7 separate regions of the Mus musculus genome follow, and regions 1, 3, 4, 5, 6 and 7 are each linked to region 2. The links are chromatin contacts, called in public HiChIP or PLAC-seq and promoter capture Hi-C maps. All regions are on one chromosome and are shown on one strand. Each heading gives the region's core, a stretch centred on a gene start, on an enhancer-like site or on the middle of the called end of the contact. The rest is flanking DNA. Distances are from core to core; before and after follow the strand shown. Region 1 holds the start of Bcap29 (B cell receptor associated protein 29). Region 2 holds the start of Eipr1 (EARP complex and GARP complex interacting protein 1). Region 3 holds the start of Cbll1 (Casitas B-lineage lymphoma-like 1). Region 4 holds the start of Cog5 (component of oligomeric golgi complex 5). Region 5 holds the start of 4930480M12Rik (RIKEN cDNA 4930480M12 gene). Region 6 holds the start of Sh3yl1 (Sh3 domain YSC-like 1). Region 7 overlaps Rnf144a (ring finger protein 144A).

The links. Promoter capture Hi-C pulls out the DNA fragments that hold promoters and counts their contacts. HiChIP or PLAC-seq counts read pairs in DNA pulled down with a chosen protein or histone mark. Capture Hi-C pulls out chosen DNA fragments and counts their contacts.
Region 1: a contact with region 2 is called in a promoter capture Hi-C map of pre-B cells, with 8 times the contacts expected there. The contact joins the promoter of Bcap29 here to the promoter of Eipr1 in region 2. A contact is called at or near these places in 2 of 39 promoter capture datasets (liver and pre-B cells), 1 of 115 datasets of contacts at active chromatin or transcription factors (pro-B cells) and 1 of 9 other capture datasets (liver).
Region 3: a contact with region 2 is called in an H3K27ac HiChIP or PLAC-seq map of thymic regulatory T cells, with 9 times the contacts expected there. The contact joins the promoter of Cbll1 here to the promoter of Eipr1 in region 2. A contact is called at or near these places in 1 of 39 promoter capture datasets (pre-B cells), 1 of 484 Hi-C or Micro-C datasets (CD4 T cells), 1 of 115 datasets of contacts at active chromatin or transcription factors (thymic regulatory T cells) and 1 of 9 other capture datasets (liver).
Region 4: a promoter capture Hi-C map of pre-B cells shows a contact between it and region 2. The contact joins the promoter of Cog5 here to the promoter of Eipr1 in region 2. A contact is called at or near these places in 1 of 39 promoter capture datasets (pre-B cells), 1 of 484 Hi-C or Micro-C datasets (CD8 T cells), 2 of 115 datasets of contacts at active chromatin or transcription factors (pro-B cells and thymic regulatory T cells) and 2 of 9 other capture datasets (adipose tissue and liver).
Region 5: a promoter capture Hi-C map of hippocampal neurons shows a contact between it and region 2, with 2.8 times the contacts expected there. The contact joins the promoter of 4930480M12Rik here to the promoter of Eipr1 in region 2. A contact is called at or near these places in 2 of 39 promoter capture datasets (hippocampal neurons and liver).
Region 6: a promoter capture Hi-C map of adipose tissue shows a contact between it and region 2, with 2.9 times the contacts expected there. The contact joins the promoter of Sh3yl1 here to the promoter of Eipr1 in region 2. A contact is called at or near these places in 3 of 39 promoter capture datasets (the 3T3-L1 cell line, liver and pre-B cells), 4 of 484 Hi-C or Micro-C datasets (B cells, CD4 T cells, Th1 cells and 1 more), 5 of 115 datasets of contacts at active chromatin or transcription factors (astrocytes, large pre-B cells, pro-B cells and 2 more) and 2 of 9 other capture datasets (adipose tissue and liver).
Region 7: a promoter capture Hi-C map of liver shows a contact between it and region 2, with 2.9 times the contacts expected there. The contact joins the enhancer-like site here to the promoter of Eipr1 in region 2. A contact is called at or near these places in 4 of 39 promoter capture datasets (the 3T3-L1 cell line, hippocampal neurons, liver and 1 more) and 1 of 115 datasets of contacts at active chromatin or transcription factors (astrocytes).

What each region holds. Positions count from the first base shown.
Region 1 is chr12:31,632,212-31,636,162 of GRCm38.p6, forward strand. Bcap29 (B cell receptor associated protein 29) reads right to left here and starts at 2,447. Exons shown (of 8, transcript NM_001164090.1): 1 at 2,394-2,447; 2 at 2,052-2,169. The coding sequence starts at 2,143.
Region 2 is chr12:28,749,609-28,753,732 of GRCm38.p6, forward strand. It overlaps Eipr1 (EARP complex and GARP complex interacting protein 1), which reads left to right and starts at 2,211. Exons shown (of 9, transcript NM_201357.3): 1 at 2,211-2,396. The coding sequence starts at 2,355. Trappc12 (trafficking protein particle complex 12) reads right to left here and starts at 792. Exons shown (of 12, transcript NM_178811.5): 1 at 554-792.
Region 3 is chr12:31,497,814-31,501,577 of GRCm38.p6, forward strand. Cbll1 (Casitas B-lineage lymphoma-like 1) reads right to left here and starts at 1,803. Exons shown (of 6, transcript NM_001253847.1): 1 at 1,710-1,803. The coding sequence starts at 1,722. Gm40362 (a long non-coding RNA gene) reads left to right here and starts at 1,807. Exons shown (of 2, transcript XR_872643.3): 1 at 1,807-2,033.
Region 4 is chr12:31,652,702-31,656,555 of GRCm38.p6, forward strand. It overlaps Cog5 (component of oligomeric golgi complex 5), which reads left to right and starts at 2,168. Exons shown (of 23, transcript NM_001163126.1): 1 at 2,168-2,282. The coding sequence starts at 2,189. Dus4l (dihydrouridine synthase 4-like (S. cerevisiae)) reads right to left here and starts at 2,125. Exons shown (of 7, transcript NM_028002.2): 1 at 1,989-2,125.
Region 5 is chr12:26,209,421-26,213,155 of GRCm38.p6, forward strand. It overlaps 4930480M12Rik (RIKEN cDNA 4930480M12 gene), which reads left to right and starts at 1,847. Exons shown (of 3, transcript NR_046278.1): 1 at 1,847-1,896. It overlaps Gm29687 (predicted gene, 29687), which reads right to left and starts at 1,085. Exons shown (of 5, transcript NR_131149.1): 1 at 983-1,085; 2 at 210-261.
Region 6 is chr12:30,910,334-30,914,280 of GRCm38.p6, forward strand. It overlaps Sh3yl1 (Sh3 domain YSC-like 1), which reads left to right and starts at 1,336. Exons shown (of 10, transcript NM_013709.5): 1 at 1,336-1,894. The coding sequence starts at 1,894. Acp1 (acid phosphatase 1, soluble) reads right to left here and starts at 1,279. Exons shown (of 6, transcript NM_021330.4): 1 at 1,157-1,279. The coding sequence starts at 1,199.
Region 7 is chr12:26,397,214-26,400,936 of GRCm38.p6, forward strand. All of the region lies in intron 2 of Rnf144a (ring finger protein 144A), which reads right to left. Among named protein-coding and RNA genes, the nearest start is that of Mir6538, 16 kb to the right of the region's middle. Within about 2 kb of position 1,543, at least 49 of the 459 cell types and tissues checked have an H3K27ac peak or open chromatin away from gene starts, as enhancers often do. A contact at or near this core is called in liver, where this site is marked.

The sequences.
Region 1 (3,951 bases), core at 1,197-3,696, 2.9 Mb after region 2:
AAGTGGCTGAGCCATCCGTCCTGTAACTGGAAAGGTCTCAAACGCTGCACCTTAGCATTTTAAACTCATAATACATTGGGTCAAAAGGAGGTATCAAGGTGATTAGTGTGTGACTACACTTCACAAACACAACTGACAATTGTCACTTTAAGATATGACAAATTATTAATACACTCTGAAAGGAATGATCAGTAGTAACCTCCAGCTGAAGGGGAGGAGACAGACACAGGTGAATCAGTGCTTTTTGCCTTGTTGACCAAACTCAAAGCATTTTCTATAGGCACTATTTAAATTTAACACTACAAACATTTAAAAAAAAAAAGAATATAAATGGTAATAGCTTGTTGTAGGTTCAAATGTAAATTTGTTCACCTCTTCAAGAGTCAATAAAAGAGGGAATATAAGAACCTCCCAGAAGGGCCATCTAGGAGTTTTCAGTAGACTGAATTTAAGAGCAGATAATAACTATTATTTATTGAGTTGATGTATTATTGGTTGGAACACATGCACCATCTCGTCTAATTACCACAATATCATATGAAGTCTATACCACTATTACCAGGAAAACTGACCAGAGAAGGGAAAAAATTTCTGAGTCATACAACAGGAAGTCAAATGAAAGCCGTTATTCTGAGCATGCATGAACCATCAACCACTTCACTACAGGAGAAAAGACTAGACAGACTAAATGAAGACTTTGAAAGATTATGACTGACATACACACTGTGGATAAACACATGGAGGGGCACAGATGATTCCTGTACATGTGTACCACATGTTCTTACATGACAATATTCATATGTCATGTGCACCGATTCACACTTTCATCTAACAGCTACTAGATCAGGATGGGTACAAAACTGTAAATGGCAAGAAGAAAAAGACTGCTCTATCAATCCTCCTGATGACTTCTTTTTATCAAAGCTCTAAGCCTTATTTATAAATCTGTTGTGCATAAAAAAAATGACTTCTTGAATATGTGTGAGACTGTCATAAGTAGTACCAAATATGTCTGCTTGAAATCTGAGGTAGAAAGAACAGGGACAGCATTGTGTGACTGTAAGCTAAGGATCTCATCTGGAGTCTGACACTGACCAGTTAGGTGACTTAGGTTATGGAACAGAGCCTTTCTGGCCTTAAGCATGTGATCTATAGAACCCATGGTTGGTGGGAAGAACTTGGTACATCCCTTCCTACAGTATGAGTTACTGCTTCTTGTGAGGGAAGGAAAGGGCATGGTGTGGAGACCAGGACAGAGAAGAGCTGCAAACCAAGCAGATGAGGAGTTTCAAGTTTTTGAAAGACTGCGTGGACCCTGAGCCAGTCCATTTTATTGTCCCAAGTAAACAGTTTTGCACCCATCCTTTTATTTCTCTGCTCAAATGCAGGGCAGTTTAGGGGAAGGGGAGGGAGAGAGGAAGAGGGGGAAGAGGAAGGAGAGAAATGAAGAGGCGGTGGGGGGTGGGGGAAGAGGATGAAGGGGGAGGAAGGAGAGAGGAGAGAGAGAATATAGATATATAGACAGGAAAGATGTCCAAGGCATAACCATGGCTTTATTATACCTGTAATCAAGACACCCACCCCCCAAAAAAACCTAGGTTCTTTTAAAAAGGAGGTGAAAATCTATTTGTACACAGAATCAAGCTTTATATAAAGTAGAATTTTAATAGTTACCAGATTGCAAATTTGAGTTTCATTTTTAAAGACTACCTTTTATATAATTGGCTCCCATCTTTTATTTAATTATCCATTTGTTGTATGTATGCATGTGTATTCATCATGTGTTTATGTGCGTGCATGGGTGTTTCTGGGCGTCCCAGGGTGGAAGTGTGGCGGTCAGAAGACAACTTTGTGGAGTCGGTTCCCCTTCCACCAGGTGGTTTCTGGGTATCGAACTGAAATTCTCTCCCTTGGCTGCAAGGGCCCTTTACCTACTGAGCCACCCCGCCGGCCCTCCCAAAACTTTCTAACCTTACAAAGAGCATCGCACGCCGTAGCCTGAAGAAGCTAATCAAACATTTGGTACTGTTAAGGATCTGACGGTTTCCTACCTCTGTGGAGGAATAAAGGGCAGACAGAAGAGTAAAATGAGTCCTATTTCAGCATAAAGAAAGCTGGCAACCGCCGCCCATTGGATTGTCATCGTTTTGTTTTGTTTTTTCTTCACACCTATACAGAGAAAGATTTCAATTTTAGAGAAACATGGGTGAACGGCCAGACACGCGGCGTGGGGCCTGCCGGGAGTTCGCCTAACTCCGGGTGACGAGGCAGTGCGCCGGACGGCCCCGCAGGTTCTTCCCCGGTCCCGAGGTGGCTCGGGCCGCAGAACGCCGCGGCCCGAGCCGCCGGACGCGAGGTCAGCAGCGGGGCCGCCCGCCGCCCGTCAGGCTTACCCGCCGCCGATCGCTCCGCGTGCCCCGCCGCCCGCCTGCGCGCGCACGTCCCACGCCGCCGGGAGCGCGCCGGGCCCGGCTGAGGTCACACTGGCGCGACCGCGCCTCCCGCGGCCCTTGTTTCCTGGTGCGCGGCGTGAGGCGGCCGAGGCTCCTCCACGTGGGCTCGGTATCCCCGGAGGGCTGATCCCCGATGCGGCTGATGCCGGATGACGGGAGCCAGGGCCCGGGTCTATGGTGGGACCCAGCCAGGTGCCCTAGGGTGGTAACCTGCCTCCCTGCCCGGAGCTAAACTGAATTTAAGTCATGGCCCAGGCCTGGGGGGTCTGTGGAGCGTTTTGTGTTTTGCATGCTGTTTTCCTGGTCCTACCGTGCCCATAGGCAAGACCAGGCAACTTGTGGGAACTGCTGGGTCTACTCCTTTACCTAACCATATTCCCTTAGGTAACTAGATAGGCCCCAGAAACCTTTGAGGGTGGATGCTCTCATGCTTGGTTAACTTTGCATTCCACCTCTGGTTTCCCTGGTAACACTAGAAAGAAAAACCTAACTACTGCCTCTCCTTAGGCTTTCTGGTCAATTCCTGTAATATCCCTGCTCCAAGTAGAGACTTGGCATCCCGATAACATTACATACTACATTACATACTGTCTCCATTAAGCTGGCCAGGAGTTCACTATCCAGGAAAAAGGATTCACTTGGAGATGTGTTAAAGAGGTGGGAGGGATAATTATTCCATTAATACGACGCAGCACTTACACATCCCAAGATGGCACTCCTTGAAGGAGCTTCCTTCTGCCCTGTGGCAGTAGTAAGCTTGCTTGGTTTTCTGGGTTCTAATTCAGAAAAGCCTAACACCTGCCTCTGTTTTTCTTTAGTGGATGGCCAAAAGCCTAAGCAAGCTTTCTGCTGATAATGGGCTTTCTCATTTCTGAATACCTGCCCCCTCCCGGAAGTACTGGTAGACCTTCATTTCTGAACAAGGCAGTGTTATTGGACCCTTTATGCCTAAAGATGTAACTTTTGTCTTTTTCCTCCTCTTCTCCATCCCCTTGGCTACCTTTTTTTTTTGTTTTGTTTTGTTTGTTTTTAATTCCAAATTAATAGTATTGCCCTTTAAAAAAAGCTTTGGCATTCTTTTATTAACAAAACTAGGAATCTAAAAGGGAACTCCAAATACTTCCAGGTTTTCAACATATGTGAATATTTGCAAATCTCAGAATGTAACTTCAAAAGGTTAAAAATCCCCTGTAAGGCTGTTGTGCAGTTGCTCAGATGCTTAATTTAATCATGACTTTTGAGCAGCCCATGTTCATTTGGGTTTGTAGTGTCCTTCTGCTAAGTGTCTATTAGAAATGTCTATGCGCCGGGAATGGTGGCGCATGCCTTTAATCCCAGCACTTGGGAGGCAGAGGCAGGCAAATTTCTGAGTTCGAGGCCAGCCTGGTCTACAGAGTGAGTTCCAGGACAGCCAGGGCTATACAGAGAAACCCTGTCTCGAAAAAACAAAAAACAAAAAAACAAAACAAAAAAATGTCTGTGCTTAAATCTATGGTAC
Region 2 (4,124 bases), core at 961-3,460:
GCACCAACACCTCGTCTTACTGTATTTATTCATTTGTCTATTTATGGTCAGAAGACAATCATGTGGAAGAACAACTCTTCTTCCATCGTGTGGGTCCTGTGGATGCAGCTCAGATTATCAGGAATGGTGACAGACACTGAGCCATCCTGTCAACCCTTGTTTTAGTTTTTAGACTCTATTCATTCTTTCTTTCTTTTGAGGGGGTTGGGGTGTCTCCCTATTTAGCCCAGACTGACCTCAAACTTAAAATATTCCACATCACAATCTCCCGAATGCTTACAGGAAGGAATCACTTTTCCCACACAACACTACTCATTCGTCAGTGGTCAGGTTATGTCTATGGCACCCCATCCTCTATCTCTTAACCCCGACTCTGGCTTACTGCAGTGCTTCATTTATTGTGGGGCTATGACACACCGAGGTCGACAGGAGCAAAAGTTGGGGCAAACCAAAAACATAGCTCGAACACTGGTGATGTAACACGGGCACCTTCTAAGCATGCTAACGAACCCGCACTTTATACACATAAAACCGAGGTCAGGAGGGTGTGTACCTTGTCCAAAACCACAGGGAGCACACAGAATTGGCTAAAGCCCGAAGGAGCCAGCCCCTCGTGGGGCTACTCTGCGTGGCCGAGAGCGGTTGATTACGCGAGGACGCCGCCCTCTGTGGGAAGGTCAAGGGTACCGGCGACCCTCCTCACTGCGACCCGCTCCTCACCTGCCACCCGCCCCTGAGGTCGGGTCACCCACAGGCGAAAAGGGTCCGAAGAGATGACGGAAGACCGGAAGTAAACTCAAGATCCAAGGTCCCGCGCGTTTGTGCGTCTGCGTGTGCTGGCCGCGGAGACCCGACTTCCGCACATGCTCAGTTTGGGAGCCGCTAAGCTCTCCACTGGAAGCCGGGCGCATATCCGGCTCAAGAGCTGTGGGCGGGGCCTAAGGCCAAACTGGGTAGGGGACAAGGATGGTCCTGGAGATTGAAGAAAATCGTCTGTCCTTGGGCCTGTCACCAACCAAGGATGTTTTTTCCTAGGATTTTATCTTTGTGCTAGTTGATTCTCCACGTTTCCCCCCTTGTGTCTGTGGCAGTGTGTGCTAACATCCGTAAAGTTGCGGGGAGGAATTAAGGAGTCAAGAGTCAGCCTTGCTTGCTGAACTCATGGTTGGTTGAGAATCGTCCTCAAGTCAAGAACCTTGCTTTCTTGATTTTCTGTGTCACATTTCTATGACAACGTAAAAACACAGCTCTCATCTCAAAGGGAAGAAGAATTTATTCTGTGAGTGACTATAGCTTGGGAACATAGATTCAGGTCACCGTAGATTCTGCCCTACATGATAACAATTTGATGAAGTTTTACAGTAACAACCAAAAATACCTACTTCTTAAGCACACTTCGGAAGCAGTGGGTAGGTGGGTAGGTCTCAGGTGCTATCTCATGACTTTCATAGCTTTGGGATCGGTGGAAGCTAGTTGCCAGAGGTTTTATCAGAAAGTCAAGGTAAGACAAAGGTGGGCAATGGATGACTACTAAGGGGGCTAATGGTAGCATCACAGAAACTGCTGTCATGAAGGTCAGTCAAGAGATAATGGCAAAGTCAAAACACAGAAGAAACGCGTGTGGAGATCCAGAACTTCATAGAACCAAGACAGTTCATTTCCTATGGTGCATTCTTGCAGTATTTTCCATGCCAGGTCCTAGAGCCTTCTGTCTCTGAGAGCTCTGGACAGTTTAGATCGTGGGCTTAGTTGTGTCTCTGTGCAGGACTGGGTGGTTACGTGAAGTGCACACCGCTCGCTGTATGTCACTGCCCACTTACACCATCACCACAGTCTTGACTCAAGCTTGCAGCATCTTATCTTTAAATGGACATCTAAGAGCCTGCTTCTGAGGCTGGATCGAAGGTCCTGGCAGTGGGTTGGGCAGTGCTCTGGTGCTCAGGACCACGGTTTAGGAGTAAAGCTCTGCCAACCATAATGCCAAGTTAACTGTTCTCTTTAGGGCTCAGATCTTTGGAACTTGAGGGAGCAGCGCAGGATAAGAGCGCCGCCCTGATGGACGTCCATTCCCGCTGCTTTTGCTCCGGGCCCGGCCTTCCAACCCAGGATCTCCTGTAGCTGCTGGGTCTCATGAAAGGCCAAATGAGCATGCGCAGAATAAAGGCCCAGCTGCCATTGGCCACCGGGGAGGAGCGTATTGATGACGCGACGAAGAAAACAGGAAGTGAGCCGTCAGGGAGCCGGTCTGGGTCTCGTAGTCCATTTTTCAGGCGGGGAATGAATGGGTTCTGAGCGATCCCTGGTGAGGGGGGACTCGAGCTCTGAGGCGTGAGTAGCTGGGTAGGCAGAGTATCATGGAAGACGACGCCCCGGTGATTTACGGGCTGGAATTCCAGGTGAGCATGGCGGAGTCGGTGAGGTGCCGCCTGTGCCTGGCCCTCACCAGAGAGCGCCCACACTCAGTCTGGTTCCAAGGATTCTGGGCTTCAAGGCCCGGATTTGGGGAGAGGGTACGCGCAGGGAGTGTGGCCAAGTGAGGGCCAGGGCTGGCATAGACAGCAGAGGGTGAGCACTCGGCCTCGCAGGTGACTTGATTACACTCGCACTTCTGGGGTCTTGAGTAGCAATTATTGACCATTGAGTTGTGTGTTGGATACTGCTCAGTACAAGAGCATTAAAGAGGGACTTCGTGGGGAGGGGAGTTGCTGGCTGGCTGGTCTGTTATGAAGCATTTTGCTCACTCAGGTTGGAAATATACTTGCCTTTTTCCTTATGAACTTTTTATTTCAATAGCTACTAAACTCGTTACAGATTCGAGTCAATAGTGGGATGAGGGTTTCCATCTCCCAGGGAGTTCTTCAGACCTGGACCATGATTTGCTAAGAGCTCACTGGAGACTTCTGCCATTCTCAGCGCCTTCCTGGGTATCCAGAACTCCCATGCTAGGAATCAGGACGACTATTCTACACTCCTCTATTCCTACAAGAATATTCTTGTCTATTCTTTGTTGTCCTGGGAATTACATCTGACATCATCTAGATGGGATCAAATCCAGTGTAGCCTCATTGTCCTCACTCCTTTCTTTTGTGATCCTTCCATAAAAATAAAATCCTTGGACATTGTGTGCTCTTGAACACAAATTTGTAATGATTGCTTTGTGGGGTTGTCCTTCACTTCTGATGGGAGGAGAAACTCAGCTTTCTGCAGGTGATTCTGAATACCCACTATACAGATAAAGAATGAGGCTATGGATGCATAGAGGTATCATATGGTAGGGCTAAGGTCAGACAATGCAGGACAGAGTGAGGCTATGCCTAGATACTGCTACTGAGCTTGTTGAGGGTGTTTCACTCATCTGGGGTATCAGTGTATTTACTTGCAAAATGAGAAGAAATGTGTGGAATATGTTCAGAGTCAATTTTTAGTGTTCCTTTGGAAGCCTAAGTACAAATGGAAGTTACTGGGAGATGTTCCAATTTATCTCAGAGGGGCCTGTCTATGGACTGTGATAATTTTTAAGTGAGATGCATAGCCCCAGTAGTCAGTGTAAACCTTAAAGTGGACAGGCAAGCCTGACTTAACTAAGACAGCGCGCGCACACACACACACACACACACACACACACATTTAATGAACTGTCTTCAGATTGCTCTGTGTACTACCAGTTCAGTGGGAACTTCAGAAGCACTGGGAGGACTCGGGGAACACTACAGGGCCTGCTCTCATTTTCCATGATTTTAGCAGGCCTACAGTCAGCCTGCTGCTTCCTGAGGAAGCCTATGTGCTTGGGGCATCCCACACATGTGTGCTTTCCAGAAGATTTATTTTCATTGTGTGCATGTGAGTGTTTTCTCTGGGTGCATGCATGTGCTCCACATGTGTGCCTGGTGCCCAGGAAGCTCAGAAGAGGGCTCTGGATTCCTTGGAATTGGAGTTAGAGGTGGTTGTGAGCCACCTGATGTGGGTGCTGGAGCCTCTCCGTGAGTATCAAGTTACTCTTAGCTGCTATTTATTTATTATTATTACGTTATTTACTTTCATCTTTATGGTTACTCACAGGCACAGTTCTCCAGATTTTGGGTAATGCCTGAATACTGGGACGGAATTCCAATGCTAGATTCAGC
Region 3 (3,764 bases), core at 553-3,052, 2.7 Mb after region 2:
TTTCCCCAGGCAATCTTTGGCTAATAACTTAGAAACTAGGGTAATACTTTTACCCATGCAGTATCAAGACACTCTACTGGGAAACTCAGGTTTTTTTCATTTCTCTCACATACTTCCACAAACCAACCTATTAGCAGCTGCTGGATTCTCCACCAAAATATTTGTGGCAACTGCCTACTCTATGTCCTGCTCCCACTCCCCCTGCCTACTCTCTCTGTCCTGCTCCCATTCTCCCTACGGCGTTGCTGGGGACCCGTGCTAGCTGGTTAAGTTGCTCTACCACTGAGCTTCGATTCAACTAAACTGAGCCTCCCTCTGTGGCACTGCAACCACCCATAGATGATTTATACTTACTTCTGTTGTTCCTCTCCTACACCATTCTCCATAGAAGAGTCAAAATTGTTGCTTCATAGCCACTTAAACCCTTTATCATGATTTTCAAAGTCCTGAAAAAGGTAATTTGTGTTCTCCTTCTCAACTTAAAGCTAACTAGTCTACCGACATTTGGTCCTCTCTATACCTTCCTACCATTCCAAAAACACCTTTCCCTGGCACTCTGAAACTTCCTACTCCATGGGCATTCATTTCTCTCTCTTTTCTTTTCTTTTCTTTTTTTTTTTTTTTTGGTTTTTCGAGACAGGGTTTCTCTGTGTAGTCCTGGCTGTCCTGGAACTCACTCTGTAGACCAGGCTTGCCTCAAACTTAGAAATTCGCCTGCCTCTGCCTCCCAAGTGCTGAGATCAAAGGCGTGCGCCACCACTGCCCGGCAAGCACCTGTTTCTAAAAGTTCTCACCACAAATTGTAAACAGCTGTTAAAGAAGAAACCAATCTGCTTGTCTCCTTTGACAGAATGAAAACTCGAAGACAAGAACGTAGTCTTATTGTTTACCATTCCACCATTCTATCTCCAAGCCTACAAGTATCTGCATGCAATTATATAACTTAGTGTTTGAAGACTGGGCGCACTCAGTCAATTCCTAAAGAAAAAGCCTTTCCTCCTGCTTGGCGATAAAACTGTCTGAAGCACTCAAAGCCAAGTGCTAAAACTAAAACCAAGAAAACGAAGCCAGCAGAAATGAGGTTTGAAGCTACTCGTAATATGCGATGTCCCCAAAAGATGCGAAAGGACCACGGCCGAAGGACCGGGCATGCTTTGAGTTCCGGTAGAAAAGATGCTCCGCTTATAACTTCGAAAACTATATCCGACTCTCTTCTCTAACCACTAGTCCGCGAAAAGCCAACAAGACAATAACCACAGGCGGTGACCACTGCAGCAGCCGCCCGAAGCCGAGAGGCAGCAGGAAGTCTCCAACCCACTCTCGCCCAGAGTCCGGACGCTTCTCCAATTCCGAGAGTGGAAAACGCCCGCCTATTTCCCCAGCAAAAGTGCAAAGCAACCGGAATGAGAACAAAAACAAAAACAAAACTGGGACCCTCCCTTTCCAACAAGTCTGCGCGGAGGAGGGTCCCGAAACGAGCTCAGCGGCACCAAAGGAGCCGTGCTGCCGGTCTCCAGGATGGAGGCACCGCTCCGGAGGGTAGGCCGGGAAGCAGCAGACTCAGCCCGGGACCGGGTCTGAGCTTGCTTCCTCTCCGCCACGTCCCGGCGCAGTGGGGCGAGCATAGCCCCTTGTGCCTGCTGGGCGACCAGTCCCACACGAGCCACGGGGGCAAGAAACTAGGACCCCCGCTGCCTCCGCCTCCTTACCAGTGTGATCCATGATTCGGCTCGCGGGGCACAGTGGGAACGGAAGTCAGTCGCTCCGGAGTCGCAGTAAGCGCCTGCGCCCTACCTTCCGGAGCGCAGAGGCGGAAGTGCGCCCGAACTGCTCTCACGGGCTTCCCTCCCTAGCCGTAGCACCCGACTCCGGCGAAGGAGTCAGACATAGCCAGGACTGAGGCGGGAAGAGGGGGAACACGAGGGTTTTGGTGTCGAGGCTGCTAGTTCTCCCCAGAGGCAGCCCTCAGCTGTAGGAATGATACTTCTCGCAGTGAGAAAGCAATAGGAACCAAAGGGAAGCGCGGCAGGCAGGTAAGCCGCCGCCCGCCCCCCTGCGGCGCGAGGCCTTCTGGGATTTGTAGTCCGCCCAGAGCGCAGTCTCAGCCGTTGGGCTGGTCCCACCCCAGCGGGCGGAGTAACGGTTTGGAATGCCCCCCGGATCCGCCGCCGGGTGTAGAGAAGTGTAAACACGCACGCTCCGTGGGTGCCCGAGGGAAGCTGTGTTAGGCGTCCGGGAGGGAGGCAAGGTCCTCATTGTCTAATTGTGCTTTGTCCTGAGGAACCCCAACGCCCACTCGACACGCGCGTTTGCCCTGGCTCCCACCGTAGTTTCTCAACTGAATCGCGTGTTACAATGCTAACTAGCCCATGGCTCTAGAGAACACCACCAGGCTCCTGGAATCCCTGCTAAAGCTGGAGGGAGCACCAGGAGGTCCCCGTTCAACGAAAATACAAAGCAGTTGTGTGCAAAGGGGGTGAAGGAGGGAAGATAGGGACCGATGGAGTCGGAGGGAGAGCGTTAGAGCTTGACTAGAAGGAAGAGATGAGAAAGGGCAGGCCCCGACTGAAGAAAAGAGAGTTACCACAACAGGCGGTACCTAGTTCCAGTTCTTGGTCCCTGGGGTCTGTGGTTGCCGCTTTCATCTTGCTCAGCCAAAACAAAGAAGAGTGTCAACGGCGACTGCTGAAGACCTTCAGAGCACCCCCCACCTCGATTTGGCTCATAATAGGTCTTCTGCCTTCCCCAGCCCTTCACACTTGAAGCTCTCGTATGAGTAGAAAGGAACACAATTAGTGGAAAACATCAGCCTAGGAGTCAAGGGATTTGGGCTCTATGCTTGTCCCTTGGTGACGACATCGTTACCTTGGGTTGTTCACGCTTTCAGTGCCAGAGTTCCTAGATCAATAAAACATTATTATGTTGGCCTTTCTTAAAAATATTTTCACAGTACTCAATTCTGAATCAAGTATGTGTAGCAATGTGTTGTGTGCGTTGCACAGTAACAACGGTGACTAACACTGCAGTGATCCTAGTGTAAGTATACCATGTTATTTAGTGATTGTCTTAATTGTGGTCTTTTCCAAGACTCCCACTCATTGCGGCTTTACAAACAAGGTTGTAGGTACACTCAAATAAGGACATTTCTAAGTCGATATCCTTTTGGTTTTGTTGTTGTTAAAAATGTAAGTTTCTGTACTACGGGGTGTTTTTCATAATTTTTCAGTTGCTGGAATTAGTCGGGTGGGGTTGGGTACTGGTATGTCTCTCAATCTAGGGCTGATGCGCTGGGCTATTTAACCACTGTCTGCTACAGAAGGAACTGGGACAAATGGCTAAGTGTGGTGCGTACTTGCTGGCCTCCAGGAGGCTTCCTCAGTATCACAATATCATAAGTACCAGTGGCTCCTCTCAGCCCCGTGGACCCTACACTTCAGCTCATGGGCTTCCCTCCCCCCCCCCCCCAGGCTTTGCTTTTCTGTATAACCCTGGCATTTGTCTTTCCCTCGTCTCTTTCCCTCCCTCCTTCCCTTCTTCCCCTCCCCTCTCTCATTCTCATTTTCCTCTCTTGTCCCTATTTCCTCTCGTGGCTGGGTCCAAACCTCTGGCCATGTTTGGTCTACTACTTCCTCTTCCTGCTCAGGGCTCACGCAGATGCCTCTGGCTGTGCTCCCCCTCATAGCTACAATGAAAACCTTACCCTCAGCCATACCCTGGAGAGGTCGTGCTTCACTTTATACATCTGGTGCTGAAAGCCTCTGGTT
Region 4 (3,854 bases), core at 918-3,417, 2.9 Mb after region 2:
CTTACAGGATCAATAAATGTGAAAAACTGCACAGAGTAGTTTTCAAAGACGATATGGGAAACCACTAGGTTTTCCCTGTGTGTGTCATGTGATGATTTGATTGTTACTTTTTTGCTTATTTTTTGAGACAGGATCTTGCTATATACCAGGCTAGCTTACATAGTTGCTAACCTAACCTTGCCGGTGCTGGGATTACCCTGGTGTGCCTCCATACCCAACTTCAGATTCGTTTTTAATTTCATGCATTTTACTTTCATGATTAAACCAAGGGATCTGGCTTTAATTGCTTCCCATAAAATACTTTGTATGATAGACAAACCGAAAAAAAGGAAAGTTAGGTGGCAGTAATAGAAACTCGTATTTCAAAACAAATCCTGGTATTTTGGGGCTAGAGAGATTGCTCAGTGGTTAGGAGTATGGACTATTCTTGCAGAGGATCTGAGTTCAGTTTCTAGCACCCACATTGGGAGGATCATGGTACTTCTATGCTCAGTTTCAGGGGGTCCTACACCTCTGGCCTCTGAGGGGACTTGTAGCACACACATATATTCATCTACATACATACACATACAACTTAAAAAAGAAACTCTGATACTTTTATTCTAGTTTTTTTGTGAATCAGAAGGCAGAAACAACTTTATTATTTTAAATAATCTAAATTTATTACCAGTGAAGATATTCAGTTATTACCAAGTAAGTGCACCGTAAATAACTTTTATGCCCAAAGTACAAGTGATAAAATTGTTTAATATTTTTCATGTTGTACTTAAAGCTTTTGACTTCATAGTTTTTGTTTTTATATTCCATTTTGGCCTTTGTAATCTATTGCCAGATAAAAGCTAACTCTATAAAAGGCTAGTTGTTCAAAATTCAGTCTTTAATGTTTGGCAGTAGGCTAAATGAACACAAGGCCAATATACTGAAGGATGTCATGGCTTGCAAGAAATCTTTGGAAGTGTCAACACTGTTCAGAGGAAAATGGGAGCGTAATTAAGCTAAGTCAGAGATGGGCTATGTCGATATGAGGAATAAACACGGAGTAAACCACTAAGAGACTATTTGCAAAGGAGGGAAGAATCTTACACATTACAGAACTGGTACACACTAGGAGGTGGTGATCGGCAATGGCGTCATGACTGACTTTCTAAAGCATGATTTTGCTCTTACTCATTCTTGTGGCCAGACTAAATGGCAAAGTCTGCTTCAGTATGAATTTCTTGAATAAGCTATAGCTTTCAATCTTGATAGTAAATTAGGATGCAGAAACTTTTAGGAATAAAAATGCTTAAGTCACATCCAAGACCAAAAACAGCTCTCTGAACTTATGGGATGAAGGTATCAATATTTTGTTTTAAAGTTCTCCAAAGCATGCAGCACCGGACATAATATTTTGGTAATATGTGCTTCTACACCTAGAATTCCTTTTAAAATATAAGTGAATTTTTTTTTTTTTGAAAACTTGTGCTGGTATGTATAGTGGGCGTTAAAAACTTTATTGCATATTAATATGTAGACTAAAGTCAATCTTTTTTTTGTGAAAAACAAGAAAGCTAAGGAAAGAAAATCATCCTGTAATTCAGATAATGCTATTCGTCGTGTATGATTATTACAAACAAAGTAGTTTCGTAAACTATGCATACTGAAATCTAATGCAACTCTAGGCGCGCTGCCTCTCGCTACCGCATCGTGACTGAGGTCAAACACAGGAGGGAAAAATCTTCTGAGGCGATGTTAAGGGAATGCAAAATGCAGAGTAGCTCCAGACCAACTCAATAAATAGTTACGAATATTTAAACGTTTTTATTTTTAAGGGCAGAGCTTAACAACTATTCTTCCCCAGCATATACTGCCTGCTACCCGGGCTTGCCACTCCAGGCGGGGACTAGGTAAGGCTGAGCAGCCCTAAGCTCCCACGTGTTGGGCGAGGAGGGCCGTGACGCTCCCAAGAGCCTCTTCCCCACGCCGGAGTTCTCAGGCCCAATACTTGCGTTGGAGATCGGCGCGGTGGCTGCGTCCGGAGCGGAATGGGAGAAGGCCCCGGCGGCGACCTGTCTTTCCTTGCACGTAGGATTGTAGTACTTAGGTTCCCAAACGCAACCCGGGCCGGGCAGGTGGGGCGGCGCCTTGATTCTGCGTCACTTGGAGGGCGGGGCGATTGCAAGACGTCATCAACCCGGCACTTGCCAACATGGAAGGTGGAGACAGCACAATTTCCGTAGCAGGCCGTGGGGCTTCGGGTTCCGCAGTAGTGGCGGCGACCGTGCAGGCGATCCTGCAGGACGGTAAGGCGTCGGACGGTGGCCCGGCCTGGGTCGCCCTGCCTTGCGCAGAGTCCGAGAATCCTACCGGTCACTTTGCACAAAGTTTTCCTGTCTGGACTTGGCCACTCCCCTCCGCCCGGCCCCCTGGCGTCCGGGATTGTCCTGGTCCCCCAGTTTCACGGGGAACGTGTTCCTCTCTTCCCGTGGGTGTCTTGGGGAAAACACCTGGTGTCTAGTTGCTGGGGTTTGCACTGGATCATGATGCGCCCGGGACATCGCTGTAGTTCCTGCACGACGTGGTCGGGGCTGATAGCCGCTACTGCTGCTCAGTTCCTGACCAAGGATTGCACTGTCCGTGCCCAGAAGTGTGAACTCACCCTAGGTGACAGACCGCTCGCTGCTTAAGGAAAGGGATGGAGGATGCAAAATGTGGAGTTGGAAATTTCCGTGTTCAGTTCTTGGGCTATGCAGGTGCCTCTGTTATCCATACATGTCGAGTACTGAAGTCAGGATTACTGGTAGTTTGAAGAGAAATTATCCCAAGTAAATTAACTATATACCTTTCTATAGTATAGTACGCTTGAAAGTCAAGTTCGGTTGTATTAATGCTCAATCTGAGAGACAGAACAAAATTCAGTTTGCTAAAGGTATTAGGCCTTAATCATCCCATCTTTTCTCTAGTTGACACTAAGTTCTTTCATCTATTAAAAGCGTTTGCATTTATCACCTTAATTGCTTCCGAGGCCCTTGCGCCTCCTCCTCCCCAATCCCCTTCCCCCTTGTTTTTGAGACAGGGTTACTCTATGAAACCCTGACTGTTTTGGAACTCCCTGTAGATCAGTCAGTCTAGCCTTGAACTCACAGAGATACACCTGCTTCTGTCTACCACCTGCTGGGATCAAAGGCTACCAAGCCAAGCATAGGAACCTCTTTTTATATTCCACAGAGTTAAAAGCAGTATTCTGCATACAGTAGGAACAGATTTTTTTTTTTAATTTTCCACATAAGAGTGGCTTAAAGGATCAAACTGAAATTTAAATTATGGTGTTTTCCCTGATTGTTGAATATTTTATATCTTTTTAATAGATATTTTATATCTTGTCAAGACTAGTGATGTTTTTCAGAGTTAGGTTGTGGTATATTCTTAGAGTTTCTGCCTGATGCACCTCATCTTTGTGTCTTAATTGAAATTTAAATTTAACCAAGTTTCAAAATCCTGAAACGAGTGTGTGTGTGTGTGTGTGTTTAATAGCTGTCCAGCCTTTGAGCTTAAACTGAACTTAAAACTATGCTTGCTTTTTTCCTTCTGTGGTTTCAAATACAATTAAGTAAAGTCTCAGCAATTAAATAAAGCCCTTTGTTTTAAGGACATTCCCTTCCTTTGTGCTGTGGAGTTTATTCCTGTCTAGAATCCAAACACTCCCATTCTATAATGTTAAAATCACTTTGCAGAGGTCCTCATTGGTTCCTTGGAAGTAAGTCAGATGGGCACTTCTGCTTCTTATCCTATTTAAACTTGTAAAAGCTTGGCTCTTTCCTTGAAGTAATTTGTTATATGATATAAGGATCCCACACTATTTGTTTATTTTTCAA
Region 5 (3,735 bases), core at 597-3,096, 2.5 Mb before region 2:
AAAGTGTAGAGTTTGAGGGATGCTTTTCCTCTCACCTTATGGGTTTCATGAATTAAACCCAAGCCATCAAGCATCCATGACAACTATTTTAACTTATTAAGGCTCACACTCATTTTTTAAAGATAAATAATAGAACACTATATAAACATACTTCTTAATTTTTTATAGTATAAAATTTGTTCCAAAGAAGAAATATAAAATGTACTCACCATTTTTAAGGGATATAAAGGTTTCTGTTGTGTTGATGGGTAATGATGTTCTCTGTGGGGAGAGGATACACTAGAGATTGAAATCAGAACCTTCCAATGCTAAGCACAAGCTCTGCCACTACATTGTTACCTTAATGTCTCAGCTACTTCTCTGTTGCTGAGATAAAATGCCACAACTAGAAGTGAATTATGGGAGCAAGAGTTTATTTTGGCTTACGGTTCTAGACAGGAGAAGGTACCAAAAGAAGACATCTCATACTGACTGCTGGCTTCAACACATGCATGCACAGATGTGCACACCCACCTACTACCATGATGGAGAATACATCTCACACTGGCTTCTACACATACATGTACAGTTGTGTATACCCACCCACTACACCCATACACACACGGGGGAGAGGGGTAGGAGAGAGAAAGAGAGAGAAGGAGGGAGAGGGAGGGAGGGAGGGAGGGAGGGAGGGAGGGAGGAGGAGGAGGAGGAGGAGGAGGAGGAGGAAGTCGTCACTGAGTGTCTGTCTTTTTGTTTTCTTTGTATGATGGGCTACATTTTAGAAATATAGCCATACATTCTTAGACTTCCAGAGCTGAATTTTGGCTTTCCTTTTTTTCTGTAATGCATGAGACAAAAGTATGTAGCTTTGCATGTGATTTACTTATACTGTGACAATGATAGGATCCCTCACAAGGAAATGCTCAAAACTCCTTGTATGATTCTTAGAGGAAAAGAGACCATGAGGCTCATCTGCTATCTGTGATCACTGCATGCCTACCTCACCATGTCCTCCACTTTGGTAGCTCCGAATTGGTCAAGGTTTGTCTCCGTTCCTTCATTTCCTACCCTAAGCACCAATGCTATTCCTGTAAGTGCACCCTTCTCCTTCCCTTCCACGTGAATTCCCTAAAGGCTCACACTCACTCGCTTCATGCCAGCACCTGCCTCAGCACGTGGGGGATGCTGGGAACAGGACAACAGACTCATAACGTGACATATTTAAAACAGAAAAACAAGTGTGTTGGTGGTCCAAGTCTATCCTACAGAATCCTAGATTCATATCAAACGTTAAGAAAGCAACAGGGAAAGTAAGACTAGGATGATGGGGAATCAGTCTTGTTTAAGATTGTGAAGCTTCTGGGGTTTAAGCTTGCTCTCAAACTCAAATTCCAGCATGGGCAGCCTCCTCTACCTAAGAAAATGTCCACATGGGAGGGTTTTTAGGCTCAGCAGACCCCAGGGATCTTTGACCTTCAACCTTGTGGCTCTGAGAGGCCTCTTTTACTTCCTTGGATTAAAACTAGCAAACAAACAAAATCCCTGGAGGCAATAGCAATATCAAATTACCTAGAACACCTGGGTTTAAAACAGAGGAAGAAAAAGGAGGGGGAAAAAAGAAGATAAAGTTAACAATGTTGTGCGGACAATCTTTGATTTTAAAATACTTTGTAAATTAGCACCGTAGGCTTAACCCAGCTCCTCTTCTTCTTGTGTGATGGGGTGGGTAGCTGGCTGTACTTGCTCCGCAAGGAAGTATCTCTCCCTCAAGGGCTCTGTCACCTTTGCTCTTTCTCAGTCCTGGGGCCTTATGAAGTCTTGCTGTAGTCATAGCAACAAGGGAACATCACACTCCCAGCTAATTACCAATCTTTCTGGGTAAGGAAAGAAAATTAATTTCCTCGGACGGACAAGGTAAGCCTCCACACTACAAATGTTTCTTATATTATATTTCAAAAGACAAAAATGTGGCTGTCCTTTGCTGGATTCGATCAGTAATTAGTTAGAAGCATAATTTGCATTCACAGAGTAATTGTGTTTACTTTCCAAGCTAATACAATTTTCAGGGAAAACTAGTAGATCAGCAAGAGTAAGACCCCCCACCCTGTGAGCAAAGGCCTTTATGTTTTATTTAAAGTTGTCACGTGGAGCCTGCATTTTCTTTCAGATCTCTCAAGCTGTGTGGCAGTTCCCCAAATGGCTCGTTCCAGAAACAGCTTTGGATCGTACATTTGTGTCTCATCTGTTGACAAGCATTTTAGTTTTCTACGAGTTCCCTCTAGTACTCGCCTTACCAAATACAACTGTTGGCGCGGAGTCTCCAAATGGCGGATTGATACAGTCCCACAAACCCTACACTTCGCAGTCGGATCAATCACTTTGCATTTGGCTGCAACAAAGAGAAAATGATTTCTAAAGGTGCTGACTCAGAGCTTAGTGAGATTTACTTAAATGCATTTCATATTTTAATTAAAACATATAGATGCTCCTCACTTCCTTGAGAGAAGGAATATGATATCTCTCCATAGTTTGGATGTGTGCCTTTCCCTGTGGCATCCTATTCTTTCTTCTTGCTCTAATCAGGAACCAGGCATTTGGGGGGAGAGAGCTTCTGTATACAGTATGCTATTTGATTTTCTTCTCTGGTGAGCTCTTGCATAGGCTGGAGAACAGAGATTAAAGGTGTGTATATTTAGTATCAGAAAAGCAGAGTGTATGTTTTCGCATCTCCTTTATACATTAATCAAGAGAGCTGGCTTCCAGGGAACGATTGCTGCTACCATTGGGAAAAAAACAGCAGCCTCTTAATCAGTGTTTCACTGTTGTCAGCTGGGGAGTCAGGGAGAGTTAGGAGCTACTGGGCTCCTTCCCAAAGGGCTCTCATCTCCTGATAAAACTTGTCCTTTTTCCTTCCCAATCCGGAAGCCTAGGATCCAGTATCAGCAGTACTATATGTCATATTCCAGGATATTTCATTCTTGTTCCCTTAACTGATTGGTTCTATCTAGAAAGAGGCAGATTTTTTTTTGGTCCCCCTTTTAATGGAACTGTAATTCAGATTCTGAATTTCAACAATAACAAACAAATAAACACCTGTTGGACTGATTCCTAGCCTCATAGCCTGGGCATTGTCTGTGCCCTCTCTGATGAAATCCTGGGGACTGCACCTGGGTTACTATGACATTACAATACACTGGGAGTGAGATTAGACACCAGGGCCAGCTTCCACAGCTTTGAGGAATTTAATAGTGAAACTGGCTGACCCCCTTCATTACTGATCTCCAGTTTCCCTGATTTATGGATGGGAGCACTACAGCCCAGGAAATGAAGACAGTGGGTGCAGTCTACCCACAGGATAGAGGAGCAAAGCAAACCTGTCATCAAATGGCCCCAGGTCCCTGAAAGCGAGTTAGTGGTGAAAACTGGCTAGCTACCTCTTTCTATGTCTTCTGGAGGGTTTTTTTGTTTTTTGGAGTTTTTTTTTTTTTTTTTTTTTTTTTTTTTTTTTTTTGTCTGTCTGTTTGTTGTTTGCTCTTTTGGTTTTTTATAAACCCCTGAAATATAAAATCTGATTTGAATTCTAGTGGACAGCCTGATTTGTGACTTTGTTAGAGTTCATCAAAAGACCCTTACTCAGAAAGACCACAGAGACCACCGCCATTGCTGCAAAACGCATGAGGATTTTTATTGATCCAACATGTTGGGGACTCCCCTCCCAGCACACAGGCCAGAGGAGAAACCCAAAACAAAGAA
Region 6 (3,947 bases), core at 86-2,585, 2.2 Mb after region 2:
TCACATGGCATGAGTAATTGTCCTAGGGACTGAAAACCAAGGTTTCAGAGAGACCTAAAGAAAAGAGACTGGCTGAGAACCATAGCAACTGTGACCCAAGGATGACATCAAACAAACCTGTCACAGAATGGTCTTCCTGTAACCTAGGCTCACGTTGGCACAATGGGGAACAGGGGTGGGGGTGGGGGTTTCCGGCAAGAACTCCAGCTGTTCTAATAGAAGGGGCCAGCTTAGAGAGTCACACTACAGATATGAAGCCACCTGGGCCAGTTAGCAGGTGAGAGGGTTCAAAGGAAGAAAAGCAAGTTAGGTGACGGACAAGAGCATGAGGGAATAACAGGGATGATGATTAATCGTCATCGAGACCTTAACTGATTAGAAAAAGACAACTCTCAGGACGTCGGTGATGGCTTATCCCCCGAGGATGTGATCATAAGGGCACTGACCTAGTCAATGGTTTAACCCAGTAGATTCAAAATATGAGGAAATGACTGGAGGTAATGAAAGATACAAGTGTGGCTGAGCAGAAGAAAATACATCCCGATGCGTGCTCTTGGGGCTAACGCTTGTCTTGCTCTCTACTCTCCCCTTCTGTGATTCCCGTCCACAGGAGCAAATAGTCCCTGACTCATGCTCTGGCCACCTTGAAGGACCATGATGCCTTGCCTCACCACAAGCCCAGAATCTACAACCATTCAAAAGGGGCCTGAACCTCTGAAACTGAGTCAAAACAAATCTGTTCTCCCTAAAGTTGTTTTGGTTGGATATTTTTCAGCACAGAGATTTGGAAGTAACTGCCAAAGCAGATGATGGGCGACTCTCAGACTTAAAAGAGGAGGAGCAAGTGAGAGGGGTCTACGGGCTTGAGAGAGAGAACTCGCACAAAGATTTGTGGTTGAAGGGCACTCGGAAGGGTGACATGGGCTTTGGAAGGGCATAATCTGGGACAAAAATTACACAGATCTCGGGCTCAGAGGAGTACCAGATGATGGGGGATGCATATGAAAAAGGCAGACAAACGAGTATGTGCTCAGACGCGGGCCCAGCCAAGGCCTTCTGATCTGCTTCCTCCGCCCAGCGCTCTTGTTCGGAAGCCTAACAGGGAGAGCACTTCAGGGTCCCAAAGAAAAAGACCCTTAAGTCGGCGAGTCCTTACCGAGACACACGAACAGCACTGACTTGGACCCAACCTCTGCCATGTTTCGGTGCAGACCCTGGCGCCCAGAAACCGCGTCGGGACGAGGCGCATGCGCACTGCCAGGGTTCTGACCGTGGACATGCGCAGTCCGCCGCCCCACGTTCGTACGCGGCCAGAGGCGGGGCCAGAAGTCGCCTAGAGGGCGGGGCTTAGGCGTTCGGGTTGGCAGCCCGGGCTAGCGTTCACTCTGAGCTCTGCCCAGGTCGCACGTCTAAGGAGTGAGGGCGGGGTGAACGCGGGGCGACCCCCAGAGCAGCTTGGGTGGCACGGTGTTGAGCAGGGAGGATTAGGATGTGCCAGGGCAGCCAATGAACTCAAGGATAGCGGCTTGCAGAGCCTCCTAGGGTGGCTCCTCCGATCGGAGCTACCCGCCCTTCCAAGCTAAGTTACCCCTTTGGACCACCGACCCCAGGCCGGGCCACGGTACTTAGCAGTGGGTTTCCCCGATTAAGAAGAGGGGGTGATTTACAAGGCTTCAAAGGAATGAGGCGGGTGGACGCAGATGAGCTACGTTCTGAGCAAGGGTATAGGACCAGTGATCGCTTTGGCAAAAACAGGGCATACACCTATTCCCTTACCTGGGTCAGGTGTGCGCCCGCTGGGCGGGTCCCGTCAGGGAGGCGGACCAAGGAGAACGCTTTCCTCTTCCTGGACTGGAGTGAGGAGCTCGGGTACCGAGAGGAGCGGCAGGCACCAGTGAGTAAGGGTCTGAGCGGCTGGGGCGTGTCGGCACCGCGGCAACTCTTCCTCTTGCGATGGGCGTTGTGAAAGAGGAGAGAAAACAGTCAAGTCCCTGGGTTTGTCTGGGCGCATCCACCAAGATCATACTGCACGGATCCTTTTGTAAATCCTCAGAACTCAAGATTAGTTTTCTACACTCCTGGCTAAAGGTTTTGGTTGATTGTTAACCACAGTCGTTCCGCTTCATTGCAGAAAAAAAATTTTTTTTCCTCCAGCATTTCCAGTTTTGAAGACAGACTTTCATTTTGTTATTTTTCCCCTAATATCTGATGTTTTACCATCTTCTGGTTTCAAATTGTTTTGAGAATTGGCATCCTGTGTACTTGACACAGATGAAGGAGGTGCAGATTGGGGGTTGTGTAGGGCCTTTGTGGGAATGTGATCTCTGGGAAAGGATAGTCCCTAGGGGAGGGGCTCACATGCGTTTGGGACTTCCAGAGGTAGAGGTGTCAGGACTTTGACACAGTGTCTTTGGTTCTGCGATACTTTACAAAGGGGTGGTGTGGAGGGTAATTTGATTGCTGCATCTCTAGTATATAGTGCCTGTATGGTTTTTTTTGTTTGGTTTGGTTATTGTTTTGTTTTGTTTGTTTTGTTTTCTTTTAGTGCTCTGAACAATAGGAATAGGTAACAATAGGAAGCAGGTTTCTCCCCTGGCAAAATGTGCCGGCTTCTTTTCAACAGATGTTACTACTGCCCTGCCAAGGCAGACCAGGGAAGAAAGACTTGAAGTAACCACCTCCATGGAGGAATGCCCTGGCCTGGGGCAGAAGCCTTGCCCTGTTCTGTGTTTACCAAGTGAACAGGTTCTGTATTCCTGCTGGCCCAGGTATTTTCCTTGAGATATGAGGAAATGTTTCGATTACTAATGAGTTAGTTCACTTGTACACAAAGTTTAGAGAATAACACGGCTGGGTTGAAGGTGCTGTTTTATTCTGCTCTGTGGCCTGTTATTGAAATACCATAGTAGCATCTGGTTGTTTGTAAATTGCTATGTTGGAGGTTAAAATAGACTAAGTGATAACATTCATCCTGTTTGTTGCATCTTAACTAAGGAGAATTGGTTATTGGCTCACTGTGTTCAATGTCTGTGAAATAAGTCAATATTACCTTGGTTTTTGTTTTTTCTCTTTTTTACCTTTCAAAGAAAATTAGCTTTAAAACTCTGGTTACATTTACTCTGGTTTTTTTTAATTGATACATTGTGACTAAGAGTCCTTGTCCATTCACTCATTTGCAGGTGGTATTGTGAAGTGCAGGACTCTACCATAACATTCACTTATCCCCCCCCCTTTTTTTTTAACTGACATGCACAAAGCATGCATCTGTGATCTTTTCCTATCCCAACATTTCCCTCAATTTCTCTGGGAAGCAGATACAAAGCAAAGATTTTTTTCTGCCCTTTGCTTCCAGTTCTTTGTCCCCATCCAAAGCCTTGGGGAGATGGGGGGGACAGTGGGGTTCACATGGATAATTTGGTTGTAAATTTTGCTTAAGGAGATTAATGGTCTAGCTAGGAACATGGACTGCGACTTATGGATATGACAAACTTGGTCTCCCTACAACAAAGTAAGTAGTCAAAGCTCAAGCCCCAGAAAGACTACAGTGATCTAGAAACAAAGGCAGGAGGTGTCAACAGCGTGTTTAACGGTGAGCATCTCAAGAAAGACAGCATCTCAGAGCCTCCTGAGAGACTTAACCTTTGGGCAGAGGCAAGGCAGGCAGGGATGGTAAGGTTTTATCAACTATTCTAAAAACAGTATTAACTTAGTTGTGTTCTTATTTCTTTGATCTCTAATGGAATTTTTATCAAATTAGCAAATTAACCCATGTAAATTAAAATTTGAGGACATGGTTTAACACAGAATGAAAATTTAGAAAGCCATGTCTAGATGCCCTTTTCCCAAATGTGCCCTTTTTATATTTCTGTTGATGTTTGGTTTTGTTTGTTTAAAATGTTTAATGGTTTTGAGAGTTGATTGTTGGTGGCATTAATTTATGATCTATA
Region 7 (3,723 bases), core at 293-2,792, 2.4 Mb before region 2:
ACCTCTAATAGGTCCATCATGCCCCTGCAGATGACTCTGCACACAGGAGTATATGAGCAGCAAAAATTATTCTGTGCATTATTAAATTAAATTTTAAAAAAAAGAGGGCACAAAGTTAGGAGGGGATGGAAGGTGTGGGTGAACTCAGGAGAAATTAAGAAGAGATGTAGGGAATGAATATATTCAAAATACATTGTATATATTTATGAAATCTTCAAATTAAAAGTATTCTATTGAATGGGTACAAGAATGAGCTCAAGAGCAAACTACAGCTGCCCATTGCGTTGTTTATGAGAAACTCGCTGAAAAGCTTCGGAAGCAGATTAAAAGTTAAGGGATGGAGACACGTGCTCCATGCCAAAGCTAATCCAAAGAAAACTGAACGGCAAGAGTTCAATGCAAAGGGGAACTGTTGTGATGCAAACTATAAAAGGGCAAATTCCACCACACAACATAAAAACATGTACATACTCAACAACGGTGTGCCAAAACTCATACGGCAAAGTTGATACCAGTACAGAGGAGAAGCAGCCATTAAGTCGATTTAACACCACCTATGGGTGTTAAATGGACAAATCCAGCAGGCAGAAAAATAGAGCAGGCCAAGATGATCTGAAGACCACTAACAATCACCTTGATCGTTTTGATCCACAGCCTCCCATCTGAACTCTGGCTCCCATGTGACATCCTAAGCCTAGAGCTACACGTGAATGTACAAGCAAACAAATAAAAGAACCAAGAGACCATCCCAAGCGTGCTCCTTCTTCACAACCCAGACCAGTGACCAAAGATACCCAGGAAACCCTGGAGATGTCCAGTCTACCCTAGACACTGTGAGAAAGAATCTGTGCATGAACAAAATGGGGAAGAAAAAGAGAGAGAGAGAGAGAGAGAGAGAGAGAGAGAGAGAGAGAGAGAGAGAGAGAGAGAGGATGCTTACAAAAATGCATGTGCATAAGCATGTATGCACATGCATGTGCATGCACACATACACACACACACACACACACACACACACACACACACACATCATTCCTGGGCTACAGATATCACTGCAATCTTAACAAAAAGAATATGTTTAAAAAATAAGGAGAGCATGGGGTATTATTCATGTATGTGTTTCTACCTTTAGCTGAAAACTAAAGAAAGTAATGAGCAGTTTCTAATTTCTACTATTTGTTGACTCATTTTATGCAGTGCCAGCCATGGGTCCCAGGAATTAGGGACAATTGTCAAGCGCTCTACCACTAAGCTACAACTCCAGACCCCAGCTCTCTCCATTGCTATGGATAAGGTCTCACCCTTTCCCACCAGGAGGTATTCTTGGATTCACTTTAACGTCTGCCTTTACATTTTTAGAGGCATGATGTCTTCAGTCCTCTAAGGAGCCCCATGACTAAAATAACGGTGGTAGCATTCTCCCTATATAGATGAACAAATTGGGAACAATTGCAGAAGCCAAAGGCCTCCACTTAAGTCCCACTGGGGCTGAGAGCTTGGGCAAGACCCTCTTCTCTGACCTCATCTTGCCACATCTTGCACAATCCTGACCACAGCAGCCACACGGGGAGGTGCCCTGCATGCTGACTCTGCAGGTCACTGCCTCCCTTCTCAGGTTCACCATCACAAACAGATCTGCAGGGGCCTGACCTCACAGGAGCCAACCAGCAGCCCTCCTGAAACAGTGCTGATGTTTGCACTATTGTTTAGTTTAATAACAGGAGGGTTCCTTCCTGGTCTGTTACTCATTTCTCTCTAAACCACCACTGCAAAATGCCTATCTTAGACCTCTGGCTCACCTCTGGCTCATCCGCTGAAATGCTTGTCATGTCTGAAATAATGCATTATATCGTGTTGGGATGAACCTTAATTTACATTTAAAAGTTTTTTGGTGGGGAGCTGGCAGGGTGGATCAGTGGGTAAAGTCAACTGCACCAAGCCTGAAGACCTAGGTTCAATCCCATGAAATCACATGGCAAAAGGACTGACTCTTGCAAGTTGTCCTCTGACCTACAAACACATGGACACAGAGATACACACACACACACACACACACACACACACACACACACACACACACACACACAGTCACATATCCCTTCATACACAAAGGCATACATATATGCATACAAAATAAGGTATAATTTACAATTTGGTCAACATCTCAAACTACAATAATACGTTTCACTGTGGAATGGAATATAGTTATCACCTGGGATCAAGCCAGTGATGATGGCCCCAGCTTCTGCCTCCTCCCACAGACACCAAAATCTGCAGATGCACCAGACCTTATGTAAAATGGCAGTCTCTGCATAGCTGAGGCATGAGAGAAAGGCAGAAAGGATAATGCGGGAAAGAGTGAGAAAAACCCCCAGCTGGCCAGATGGCCGGTCCTGCCGACCGCATCAGAAAGCATCAGCAATCCCATGCTGCCCACAGAGACAACTTATGCTTTCCATAGGATGCCTATGAGGCAAATGTGAACCAAGTGTGCTTACTGAGGGACCAAGCAACATTAACCTTGAGTTTCTGGTGCCTGCTCTTTGTCGTAAATCTAAACAGTGTCTGTAAATCTATCTCACGCCTCCATTTCCAAAGGTCCATCCTTGAACTTCTCTTCCTCCTGTAAGTGGTCCTCTGGAGCAAAGAGGAACAGGAGGCCCTTACAACCTTCGGAAATGCAACTTGAGAGTGATCCTGGTGTGCTTTTCTGTTTTGTCATAGACTCTGTGATCGATTCGTCGAGGAAAGGGCTTATTTGGTTCATACTTCCAGTTCATTGTAGCTGAGGGCAGTCACGGCAGAAACTCAGGGCAGAGCCCATGGAGGAGCGCCACTTACTGACTAGCTCCCAATGGTTTGCTCAGCCTCTTTTCTGTTTGTTTGTTTGGTTGGTTGGTTTGGTTTATTGTTGTTTTTTATTAATTAAGTCACTTATTCACTTTACATCTCAGTAACAGTTCCCCTCCTCTCCATCACCTCCTCCCAACCCCCTCACATAGCCCCTCCCTCCAACCGTCCTCCCCTTCTCTGTGAAGGGGGAGGCCCTCCTGGGTATCAACCCTTTCTGAAACATCAAATCACCGCAGGACTAGGTGCATCCTCTCCCATTGAGGCAGGACAAGGTGATAACTCATTTCTCTCTAAACCACCACTGCAAAATGCCTATCTTAGACCTCTGGCTCACCTCTGGCTCATCCGCTGAAATGCTTGTCATGTCTGAAATAATGCATTATATGTGTTGGGATGAACCTTAATTTACATTTAAAAGTTTTTTGGTGGGGAGCTGGCAGGGTGGATCAGTGGGTAAAGTCAACTGCACCAAGCCTGAAGACCTAGGCTCAATCCCTTGAAATCACATGGCAAAAGGACTGACTAGTGCAAGTTGTCCTCTGACCTACAAACACATGGACACAGAGATACACACACACACACACACACACACACACACACACACACACACACACACACAGAGAGATACACCAGTGAGGTGAATGGGATCCAGAGGCAGGCAACAGAGTTAGGGACAGCCCTGTTCCAGTTGTTGGGGGATCCGCAAGAAGACCAAGCTGCACATCTGCTACATATATGCAGAGGGTCTAGGTCCAGCCTATACTTGCTCTTTGGTTGGTGGGTCAGTTGCTGGGATTGGCCTACTTTCTCATACAAGCCCAGATCACCTGCCCAGGGGAAGATGCACCCTCCCACATTAATCATTAATCA